Linked DNA regions of Mus musculus: region 2 is linked to region 1. A link is a contact called in public HiChIP or PLAC-seq data. All regions are on one chromosome and are shown on one strand. The core of a region is the stretch at or near the end of the contact, and the rest is flanking DNA. Distances in the headings are between cores, read along the strand shown. Region 1 overlaps Ptch1 (patched 1). Region 2 has its middle 10 kb from the start of Gm46423.

Evidence for each region. HiChIP or PLAC-seq counts read pairs in DNA pulled down with a chosen protein or histone mark.
Region 2: an H3K27ac HiChIP or PLAC-seq map of neural progenitor cells shows a contact between it and region 1, with 4 times the contacts expected there. The contact joins two enhancer-like sites. A contact is called at or near these places in 7 of 484 Hi-C or Micro-C datasets (the BV-2 cell line, Sertoli cells, cardiomyocytes and 4 more) and 8 of 115 datasets of contacts at active chromatin or transcription factors (astrocytes, craniofacial prominence, embryonic hindbrain and 3 more).

What each region holds. Positions count from the first base shown.
Region 1 is chr13:63,545,457-63,550,989 of GRCm38.p6, reverse strand. It overlaps Ptch1 (patched 1), which reads left to right. Exons shown (of 24, transcript NM_008957.3): 3 at 2,805-2,994. Among named protein-coding and RNA genes, the nearest start is that of Ptch1, 18 kb to the left of the region's middle. Within about 2 kb of position 1,684, at least 44 of the 459 cell types and tissues checked have an H3K27ac peak or open chromatin away from gene starts, as enhancers often do. A contact at or near this core is called in neural progenitor cells, where this site is marked.
Region 2 is chr13:63,914,418-63,919,823 of GRCm38.p6, reverse strand. No RefSeq gene overlaps it. Among named protein-coding and RNA genes, the nearest start is that of Gm46423, 10 kb to the right of the region's middle. Within about 2 kb of position 2,458, at least 151 of the 459 cell types and tissues checked have an H3K27ac peak or open chromatin away from gene starts, as enhancers often do. A contact at or near this core is called in neural progenitor cells, where this site is marked.

The DNA of each region.
Region 1 (5,533 bases), core at 435-2,934:
TTTTCTTTGCCCTTCACCACCTTACGTTCCCTCAGGACACTTGGTTTTCTTATCATTGCCTGTTCATGTCACTGTCCCTATAGCCCTCTTACAGTGGAACAGTAGAAAGGGAAGAATGCCTAGTCCTGTCCACCAGTGATTTCTGCTCATAACACTCACCACATGCCATACACCATATGGACCCAGAGATAGATGCTGCCTTGATGACTTGAGTTGTTTAAACAACTGTGGTTAACATGAAATGAACAGCAGCTAACTGTTCTGAAGTTAGCCAGTCATTTTGGCAACAAACAAACAAACAACAACAAACTGCTCAATTAATACAAAGTGAAACGTTAGAAGTATCATCAAGGACCCCAGGTCGAGCTCAGCATACATTCTTGCAAGAGTTGTTCCACTTTATCAGTAGTGGTTGTGGTCTTGCATGGCTCGTACTGATTGTCACATCAATAAAATTTGTAACTGAGAGAGGGCCCATCAGTTAAAAGAGCAGAGTAAACCCAGTGCCCGGCACTCACATAGGCTAGCTCACAACCACCTGTAACTCCAGCTCCAGGGCAGTCCTCTCTGAGTGCCCATACTCATATATATGCATAGCCCACAGGCACACCAATACACCCGTGACTGGGAATAATAAATCTTTCAAAGGGAGACTCACAAATATTTGCTACTAGAGCAAAGAGAACAAAAACATGAACCCTTCAAGAAAACATGGATGTCAAGTTGCTTTTAAAATGCATTGGTTTTAACATACACCATAGGGTGGTAATAGAGCCCAAGAGTTACATGTTCCCTACTTTGAGAATCCTTTCTGAATCCCCTTTCACGGGAATTTAGTTGGAGAGAGTACACTGATGACCTCAGCAGTGTGACGTATGCCATGTTCTGGGTTTCTTTGTTTTTCTGAGCATTCATATTGGGTGCTGTAGATAGTGATAGACTTCTGCTCTAGTCTCTGGGGTCAGGGGTAGAACTTGGTCAAACTGTCATGATTTGCATGGATAGATCCTTGCTGTAAATGCAGTTGTGTGTTAGGGAAGGAGGGACTCCATTGCTTGATTTTTATTTTAAATTGTTGTTGTTGTTATTGTTTTATGCCCCATGGTTTGAGGTCACCCAGGTTTTAATTTTAAAAGCAAACATGCACAGTGTGCTGAACAGGATCTAGTCACAGAAAGCAAGGGACTGGAGGGGCTTGAGGTGTAGTAACATCACCAGGAAAAATGAGAAGTTGAGCAGATGTGGGGTGGTGGTCCCTCCTGTGTGGCCTTGTACTTCTTCAGCAGTGACCTGAACTAGACATTGACTGCTTAGCTTCCGGGTGCCTCTACACCCACAGATGTCAAGTTCAGTTGGCTAGTTGGCTGGAAGTCTGTATTCTGACTCTGGCTGTCTGGGTAGTAGAGAGGGGTGCACCCTCTGTTCCAGATTGTTTCCCAGAGTTTCCCTGGTGCCGAGGCTGGAACTTGGGACTTGGTGATTGCCAGGCTGGTACTGAGCCACACCCCCAGTTCTCCTTTTCCATAACTTGACATTGGTGAAGCCCTCAGCCATTCCCCTTAGCATTCGTCAAGCTGTCTGCACACTTGGAATACTTTTCATGAACCCTTTGCTGCCCCCCTCCCACAGCCTCACCTCAGAGCTCCGTGGTGGCCTTGGCGGCTCTGTGAGATCTACACATAGGGTCCTGCCAGCTCGAGATTCTGCACTAGTTTTCCTAATGAGGGCATTGTTTGCTTTTTAGCCTGCCCCCTTGTTTATAAAATATGCCAAGAGAACCAAACACCCCACTGTTCTCAGTACTTACTTACTTTCCCAAACCAAATGTTTATGTCCTTGAATACTAAACTTGAAGAAAAAGGATTCCTCCTCGTGGGAAAGTGACAATCACTGAGTTCTTTCCCAGCTGCAGCCTCAGGCCTGCTTCTCAGAAACTCTGAGCTTATCAGTGACTTTGGGAACTAGTCAGACCGTGGAAGGCAGATCCTCTGTCCCCCGTCTTCCCAGGAAGTCTCTCAGAACAGGCAGGGCTGGCATTCTGAGCATGGTTTGCTCCCAAAATTCAGTGTACATAAGTACGCAGAAAGGAGAGCCAGAGTAAAAATAGTTTTAAAACACGGTCAACTGGACCTGGATACCAGCATGCCTAGCTTTAGCCAACTTGTAGTAGATCCAGGTTGGAGTCAGTAGATAGCACACCTCCTTGGCCTCAGTAGCAGGTCCAACGTCACCTAGGAGCTTGCAGACACAGGCTGCATTCCAAGTGACTCAGAGCCTGACACCTGTGCATTCTGGATGCTGACCAGGTGGTTCTGATGGAACCAGGTTCCAGGGGCTGACTGCAATAGCCTTGGAGTTCCCCTGGCCCTTCTGACTTGAATCACAGTTTTTATCTGCCCACGGGTTGTGTTCTGAACACAATGACCATCTTCCTGTGGTTTTTTTTCACAGAGGAGTAACTTTTCTGTGTTACCTTTGCTAGACTACTTAAGACTGTAAGTTGAAGCCATCATGAAAGGTGCTGCAGCCCACATTGTTTATGCAAGGAAGAGACTAACATGGTATTTTGGTCTGGTCTGCAGGGAAAAGGTGTATGTATGGAGTTTCCACACTCCCTTCCCCCTTAGACACAATCTGTCAGTCAGACTGTATCTAGTAGATTTGGGTGTGTGGCAGTTTACACTTAACCATTTGCAAAGCCATCGTTGCTGCTAACTCAAGTTTCGTTGCTAGTTTGTCCCAAGTGAGACAACACGAGTTTGAGGTGAGTTCTGTTCTGATCGATACCTATCTGTGTTTGTCAGTTGGTGGACGAGTGAGTCGAGAATTAAATTATACCCGTCAGAAGATAGGAGAAGAGGCTATGTTTAATCCTCAACTCATGATACAGACTCCAAAAGAAGAAGGCGCTAATGTTCTGACCACAGAGGCTCTCCTGCAACACCTGGACTCAGCACTCCAGGCCAGTCGTGTGCACGTCTACATGTATAACAGGTAAGGCCCTGTGTCACCTGCACAGGTACAGCAGGTAGGTCCCTTGTACTGGATTAGTTCCAGCAGTTTTTTGTTAACCTTTTAGAACCCAAGGTTTTACAGGTGATAATTCTCAGCGCTGCCACTGAACACGTCTCCATCTTGATTTGTTTTATAGAGTTCAACAGTGAGATAGTACACACTGAATATTCCTTATCCAAGGCTCTTGGGACCCAGAAGTGTCTCAAACATTTAAAAGTTTATTTTAGAGTATTTCCATGTAGGTAATAATATATTGGGGGCAGGATTAAAGACTGAAGACAGGATTGACATATGTCTCAGTATTTTAATATTTATTTTTGTGTGTAAAATGGAGTTTCGTGGTATAGAATGTCCTATTTGCGGTCCCCGTTGGTGTCAGAAGGTTTCAGATTCTTGCGCTTTTCAGATGTCGAGCTTTCAGATTGGAGATGTGCTCAAGCTTTTTTTTAAAAAATGTGTATGAATATTTGCCTGCATGTGTGTCTGTGTGCCACACGTGGGCAGTCTGGAACTGGAGTTAGAGAGGGTGAGCGGCCATGTGAGTTGAGAACCAAACCCAGGTCACCCGCAAGAATGACAAGTCCTCTTAACCTCTGAGCCTTCTCTTCTGCCGCTATAATGTACTTTGAATGAGTATCTTGGTGTGGTCTACAAGTGAATATGATTCTATTGCGGGACTTCTTACCTGGGCTATATCTCATTTGCTTAAGTTTTTTTCCCCCTAAATTGAATATATTGTTAACTTGGTAAATTATCTCTTACTGAACCTTTCTTTGGAGCAGTTATGTTTTGCATAGCCTCAGTCGACAATGGGTAGGGCGAAGAGGTGGATGAGAGGGACGATAAAGGGAAGAATTCAATTGGTCACAAAGCAAATGGAGGGGTGAGCATTGAGTCTCTCCCGGATGTCTGAGTGAGGTAGATTGATAATAAGAGAGTTTTAAAACAAAATTAACATCTTTTTTTTTCTTAAATACATCTATACTGTCTATTATTTTAAAATAGGAGCCATACATATACCTGGCCCATTGTTGAGTAGGGCAAGGTCAGATATTTGTAGAAAAGGGGATTGGGAAATATGGGACGTGTTCAGGAATTGGTCTCCTCCTATCAGGAGTGTTCAGTGTAGAGTAACTGTCTGGTCTAGATGGGAAAGTTTGCAGTCAGAGGCCCTGTGGAGAACCTGGTCTCCCAGGGTTATTCCACACACATATGCTAAGACCTGCCTATTCTGAAGCACTTGTCTGCCATATGCTTCAGGACAAGATTTAAGGTTCTGTGAAGTTAACTAAGATGGACTCAGAGTTATGCATAGGAGAGAACCCTTGTCTAGTGAGCACTTGCATATTTTAGGTGAAAAAAAAAATGAAAACGAGAATAAATGGAGTGTTTGTCCAAGGTCAAAGATCAAGCCGGGTTTCAAATGCTGTTTTCTGGATTCATGTCCAATGAACAATCAGTGGGCATCTTTCTCAAACAAATGCAGAGATTCAGCTGGTCAGGTGGTGCTGAAGACCCACTTATATTGGGGTGTGTGTATGTGTGTGTGTGTGTGTGTGTGTGTGTGTGCACATGCGAAACACATAGAACACTTACCTGATCGATGGGTTGATAAGTGTCGGAGGGGAGAGATAGGCGGATGAATGAATGAATGATACCAGGGAGAGAAATACAGTCAGTACAGGTAGAAACAGACAAAGCCAGGCATGAACAGGGCCCACCCTTCATACACCAGGTACCAGGTAAGACTGGAGCCAGGACTCTACATAAGGGTTGTTTTCACCAGCATTAGGCAAAGAAAACTTTTGATTAGCAGGAAGGTAGAGGTTTGAAAGGGCACTAAGAGAAAGATGGAAAAGTCCTAGAAGAAAGTGTAGGGAAGAAGATGCAAAGTATCAAAAATGCCCTTGGGAGAAGGCAGGTCCCCCTGAGGAGACCAATAAAATATAACTGGTGGGGGGAGGGGGTAATTTTTATTTTCATTCCTTCGATTTCCTGTCTTTACTCTTTCCAAATATCCTTTTATTTTTGAGTAAAGCGTCTTTCCCTAAACACGTTGAGAAAGCCATGAGTTTGCAGAACACTCTCTGAGAGATACTAAAACCAAATTAATTCGTGGTCCATGCATTTAATGTCCTGTCTACCTGGTGGAGGTTGTTTATAACATTAAGAGCAGGAAAGTTTGTTTCAAACGTGACCAAAAATAACATAAGCTAGTAAAAAAGAGAAAAAGGCAAGCCAGTAATACTCTCCCACCTGAGTCTATCCCAGCACACGCCACACTAGCCCAAGCTCCGCCTATTTTGAATTTGTGATAATTCCACTGGATTGTTGCAGGTTGTTTAATGTGTGTGGAAAAGCAGATTAATGGTGTAAACAAGATTATTGGTAGAACACTTAAGGAAACAAGACTTCAAGTACTTCGGTAGCATTCATTTACATAAACACCCCACATCTTAATTACGATCCAGTGTTATCTATTCATTAAAGCGGGGCTTGCCGGCTTTCTCCTTGGCAA
Region 2 (5,406 bases), core at 1,209-3,708, 370 kb before region 1:
GGGTGTCGGGAAACGATTTCACGTCCCGGGCAAGCTGGGGAGACTGAAAGATAGGAAATAGTCATACCTTCCTCTGCCCCTTCCCACACACACCAGCATCCTGCCAGTGGGAGCTCCCCCTACCTCCTATTTCTAGCCAGCCCTAGGGCTGTCAGCAAATCTAGAGACCCTGCAAAACCATTCCAAAGTTTACGTCAGAACAATCACAGCCATACGCAGGCAGTCTCTAGACCAGGAACTACTTTGGTCCATCACAAATCCCCACAGCAGCAGCCCTTCAGGTCAGATCCACACTTATATTGTATAAATAGGAAACCGGAATTTTGTGCCAGGAAATGTATCTCAGAGCCCAGAGCAGCTGGGTGAGCTTGAACCAGAGCAGGAACCTTGGGTGGCAGCCTATGGTTGGCAAGAGGTAGCTCTGGCTGGGGAATGGGCAGGCATTGCACTAGAAAGGCCCTTTGGGCCTTGTCCTCTGTGAATGGAGCCATTTACTGGTGTATCCGTAATGGTGGGGCCGACTGAGTTCCTTGGCAAAGCCCTTGGCAGGCCTTCCCCAGTGGAATGTCCAGAGAGAAAACGTCCCCTGTCCTCCCCTGTGGCCTGTGTAACCTCCGGCCTGGTCTGCGCCAGGCTGTGCCCCAGCGCCCCACCCAGGGGTCTTGTTTGCTCTGGCAGACAGGGAGTCCATTCAGCCCCTCGGGTGGCACCGGGGGTGTCTGGCCTGGGAGGCCCTGGCTGAGCTCCGGCAGGCTCAGTGGCCTGCGGGGTTCCAGAAGCTTCCCCAGGCTCCAGTGGGGGCGGGGAGCTGACTTTCTTCTGGCCGCCGAGAATTACTGACTTTACAGGTCCGTCTTGCTCCATAAACCAGAAAGCCACTTCCAGCTGGTGGGATGGAGTCTGGTGGGCGGGTGTCTGGTGCCATCCTGTCCCGGCTGGGAGGGGTCCCCAGCGCCGTGGAGGAGCTGTGGTCTGTCACAGCCCCTGGCCAGGCAGGTTTTTATGGCCTCAGTTCTGGAGTGGGGAGCACAGGCCACATCCACAGGGATAATATTTGCTGTACCTGGTCCTGATGCTGAGGCCACAGCTTCCCTGTTCACGTTCCTGCCTCGCTATCCCAGTTTCCTTTTCTCCTGGAGGTCTGCTGAGACTTGCTTTTTGAATAGGGAAGCAATGAGTTAGGATCAAACCACAAAGCTCATGAAAAGACTGGATGACTCCCCTTGCAAGCTGCCACTATGAGGCACACAGGTCTGGAGCCAGTGGGAAGCCTGGAGGCCCTGTTGGCCCCTCGAAGGGACAGCAGACCCACCTGAAGGAACACTTGCAGCTCCAGTTCCCTCGGCCAGCTTTCCTGGCTGCCAGCCACTGCTCCTGCATAGCTGAAGGTTATGATGTTTAAATATTAAAAATGCTTAGCTAAATACGCTGGCTTGTTTTCTTTTGCCGATAGTAACAGTCTGCCCACAGAGCCCTTTCAAACCTCTTCAGTGTTTAGAAAACGGATAAGGTACTCATTCACTGACGCTCAAGTTTGCCAGAGCCAGGAATGAAGCCCGGGATTTCGTGAAGGGAGAACCAGCCTGGACCACACACATAGGCTGTTCTGCTTCCTCCTCCCTGCCCAAGCTGGCTCTCCCCTGCGCGCTCTCTCTCTCTCTCTCTCTCTCTCTCTCTCTCTCTCTCTCTCTCTCTCTCTCTCTCTCTCTCTCTCTCTCTCTCTCTCTCTCTCTTCTCCCTTCCCCCTCCCTCTCTGCCCTCATTCTAACAAACTGGCCATGACTGGCAACCAGAAAAATCCATAATAGAAGTCAGAGGGGGGCTTCCAGGGCTTAGAGGGCCCTTTGGTATCCAGGAGATGAATAAAAAAAAAAAATGGATTACCAAAGTGTGTGTTCCTATAACTAAAGAGAGCACACACACACACACACACAAAGCTGGGGCCACCCCCAAAACATCTTTTATGAGACACGGGAGCCAAACAGAATTATTAAAATCACTTTTTTTTTTTGGTGGGGTTACAGAAAGAAATACACTCTCTTCAAGAATAGGGCTGGTTTGGGCCCCACCCACTAGCTGCCCCCCCCCCCCCCACACTGCCCTGAGACATTAATTATCTCCCCAGCACGGTTGGAGGAGTCCTTTGACTTGGCTGGATATAGTATTTGCATTTATCAAATAAGGACCTGTTGGGCACAGGAGACCAGGGCTGGAGGAGGAGGTGATTAGGTGCGAACTTCTTTTAGGAAACACGAGCAAGACTCTGTACTTTCTCCTCACGAGTACCCATCCTTGACTGCAGACTTCAAACAGGAGTAAGCTGGATCCAACTGGAGCCCTGTGGGAACTTGGAAAGACGTTGAGCTTCTTTTATTTCAGTGTGAGCTCCAGTGTGTGCAGAAAGAATGAAGCAGTTAAATTCAAGAAGTATTTATGGCGCTGCTGAGACGAAATGAGGCAGGACTTGGCACGAGAGGCCAGCTCTGGGCAGCAGAGCCTGGAGCACAGCCACCTCAGAGCAGCCCTGGCCCGTTGAGCTGTGGCAGGGCAGCTTCTGATTAAAGAAGTCGGCTCGCACATTTTTGTTGTGTGAATCAGCTTTTTGCCACTGTAGCAAACACTCAGGATGATCAACTTATAAAAGACAAAGGTTTCTCTTGACTTACAGCTTTAAGGCTCTGGACAACGATGAACTTAGCCCAGTTCTTTGGGCCTGTGGGAAGGAAGGTATCATGGTGGCAATGTTTGACAGAGTCCAATCATGTCGAAGCCACAGCCCAGCTGGTAAAAGAGAGGAAGAGGAGGAGACAGGATTTCCTATCATTGCCCCCAGAAGGCATTTCCCTAGGAACCTAAAAATCTGCCACCTTGAGGTCCTGGCCGGGGGTGGGGGGTGGGGTGGGGGGTGGGGTGGGGGAGATATTCAGCTTAGGGAATCCAGTGCAAGGGGGTTCTTTGTCTGCAGTGTAGTCTGCTTGAGCATAGCTGTCCTACCAGTTGATGTTGGATATTGAACATCTGTCAGTATACATTGTACTAAGCAAGATAGAGCCATGGAAAAAGTGTGTCAGACAGTATACTCCTCAGCTGACATATGCGCTAACTCTAGACACGTGCCACACAATCCACACAATCATGTCTTCTCGGGGGCAGACAACCTATATACCAATGGTTCCCCAAGGTTCCTGTCACCTAGGAACATTGTAGAGTGTGTGTGTGTGTGTGTGTGTGTGTGTGTGTGTGCGCGCGCGTGCTCAGGAAAGCCATGGATCAGTGTCAGGTGTCTTTCTTCATCGATTTCCACCTTATCTTTTGAGATAGGGTCTCACTGGACCTGGAACTTTCTCACTTTCTTCATGGAATTCTCAGGCACCGCTTCCTACCTCAGGCATTGCACCTCCTACCAACATCATCTTGATGGTATTCCACTACAAGTAGCTTGTTTCGCTCTTTTAAAATGAGGAGTTAAAGGGTGCACCTGTAATCCTGGCACTGGGGAGGGATACACTCTTGGCTACATAGAGTCTGGATGCCTGCCTGGGCTATGTGAGACCCATGGAAAGCTCCAAAATCAAGCAAATAAAAAGGACACTTGTGTCTAGCACCGTGTACTAGAAGCCTGGACTGTTAGCAGCACATTTACTACCACAGAAGACATTTTAAGCCAGGCAAGGTGGTGAAATCCCATCACCCAGGAGACAAAGACAGGCTTTCAAAGCCAGTCTGGTTACCTGGCCACATGTTGTCACAAAACAACATTCCAGTAGGCTACTCTAGTAGTAGAGTGTGACTTTTACACTCAGCCTAGCTAGTTCTTATTTTCCTTGCAAGGAAGATAGGCCAGGAAGGAAAGAAGAAAGGCTTTGTCTTCATTCTTTCACAGAAATCGGTTATCACTCTATGAAGAGCAGTTAGTGTCTTGTGGCTTCTCTGTTGTTGAAAAGATACCCAGACCTCTGCAAATTTTCAGTTATTCTCCAACTGGAATGTAAATCAGTATACTGATCCTTTCCAAAGAGCTGAGTCATGGCCTCATTAATAATATAACCTTGGAGCCCACTTGTACCCATAAGCCTGGCCCTGGGAGGCATTCATAGCTTAAGTTTAAGACTTGATTCCTGACTAATAACTGCCCCCCCCCAACAATCCATACCCCCATTTTACCCTGCACAAAAAGAGGTCATGATATTTAAGTGGAATTTTAAAATGCCAAAACCACACAAAAGAATGCAGGCCTGGGTGTAGCACCCATATGCTAAGGAGGAGATCTCCACCCCATCCCCCCCCCCCCCAGAGCTAGTTCTGTATGAGCAAGGTCAGCAGGAAAGGCAACACTACCTTAGCCAGAGAAAGGCCGATGGCGCCATTAACAGCTTTTGCCAGTGGTTACCTCAGACAATGTAAATACAAAACTGGTGCTTGTGTTTATTTAAAGTTATTGGCATCAGGCTCTTTCCTGGTAGACAAAGATTATCTTGTTTACAGCAGTATCCAGATGATGGACAAGACTCTGTTTAATATAAATCTAACTATGCAGAGGGGGGACCCGTTAGCATAAACAACTTCCCTCAAGCAAAACAAATCCTGCCAAGACTCAAGCTGGAATTCATTTATTATCCAGCTTCAAGTTGACTTGTCTCAACATTAAACAACGGAGGGGCAGAGGGCTGAAGCTGAGGTCCGAGGGCACGACAGACCGGGTTTGGAGGGTCTCAAGCTTTGCAAAGGTGTTTGTGCCTCTTGGTATGCACGCACGCAGGCACACACACACACACACACACACACACTCTCTCTCTCTCTCTCCCTCTCTCTCTCTCTCTCTCTCTCTCTCTCTCTCTCTCTCTCTCGCACGCATGGCTTGGGGCGCGGGACCACTGCTCAGGACCTTCCTGACACTCAAGTTGTTTCCTTTCTGAGTGGTAACAGGCCTTCCCCCAGGAATGTTTCAGTTCCAGGTACAGGTAACTGGTACACACCAAAGAGGTAACTGGACGTTTTAGGACAAAATACTCAACTAAACTGGTCACTTGCTGTGACTCTGTAACCAGCACCTGGTTCATTAATCTCTTACCACTGCCAGGAGTCTTCATTTTAACCAGCCTTCCACTTTAGCCTTCACACAAGCCACTTGAACTCTGCTGTGACCTCCTTGGCCTTCTTTCCTTCTTTCCTTCCTTCCTTCCTTCCTTCCTTCCTTCCTTCCTTCCTTCCTTCCTTCCTTCCTTCCTTCCTTCCTTCCTTTTTTCTTCCTTCCTTTAGAATTTGTTATCTTTTAAAGTATTTATATTTATCACCCATATCTATTTCTTTCTATGTATATCTATTTATCACCAATATCTATCTATCTATCTATCTATCTATCTATCTATCTATCTCATCAATATCTATGTATATCTATCACCAATA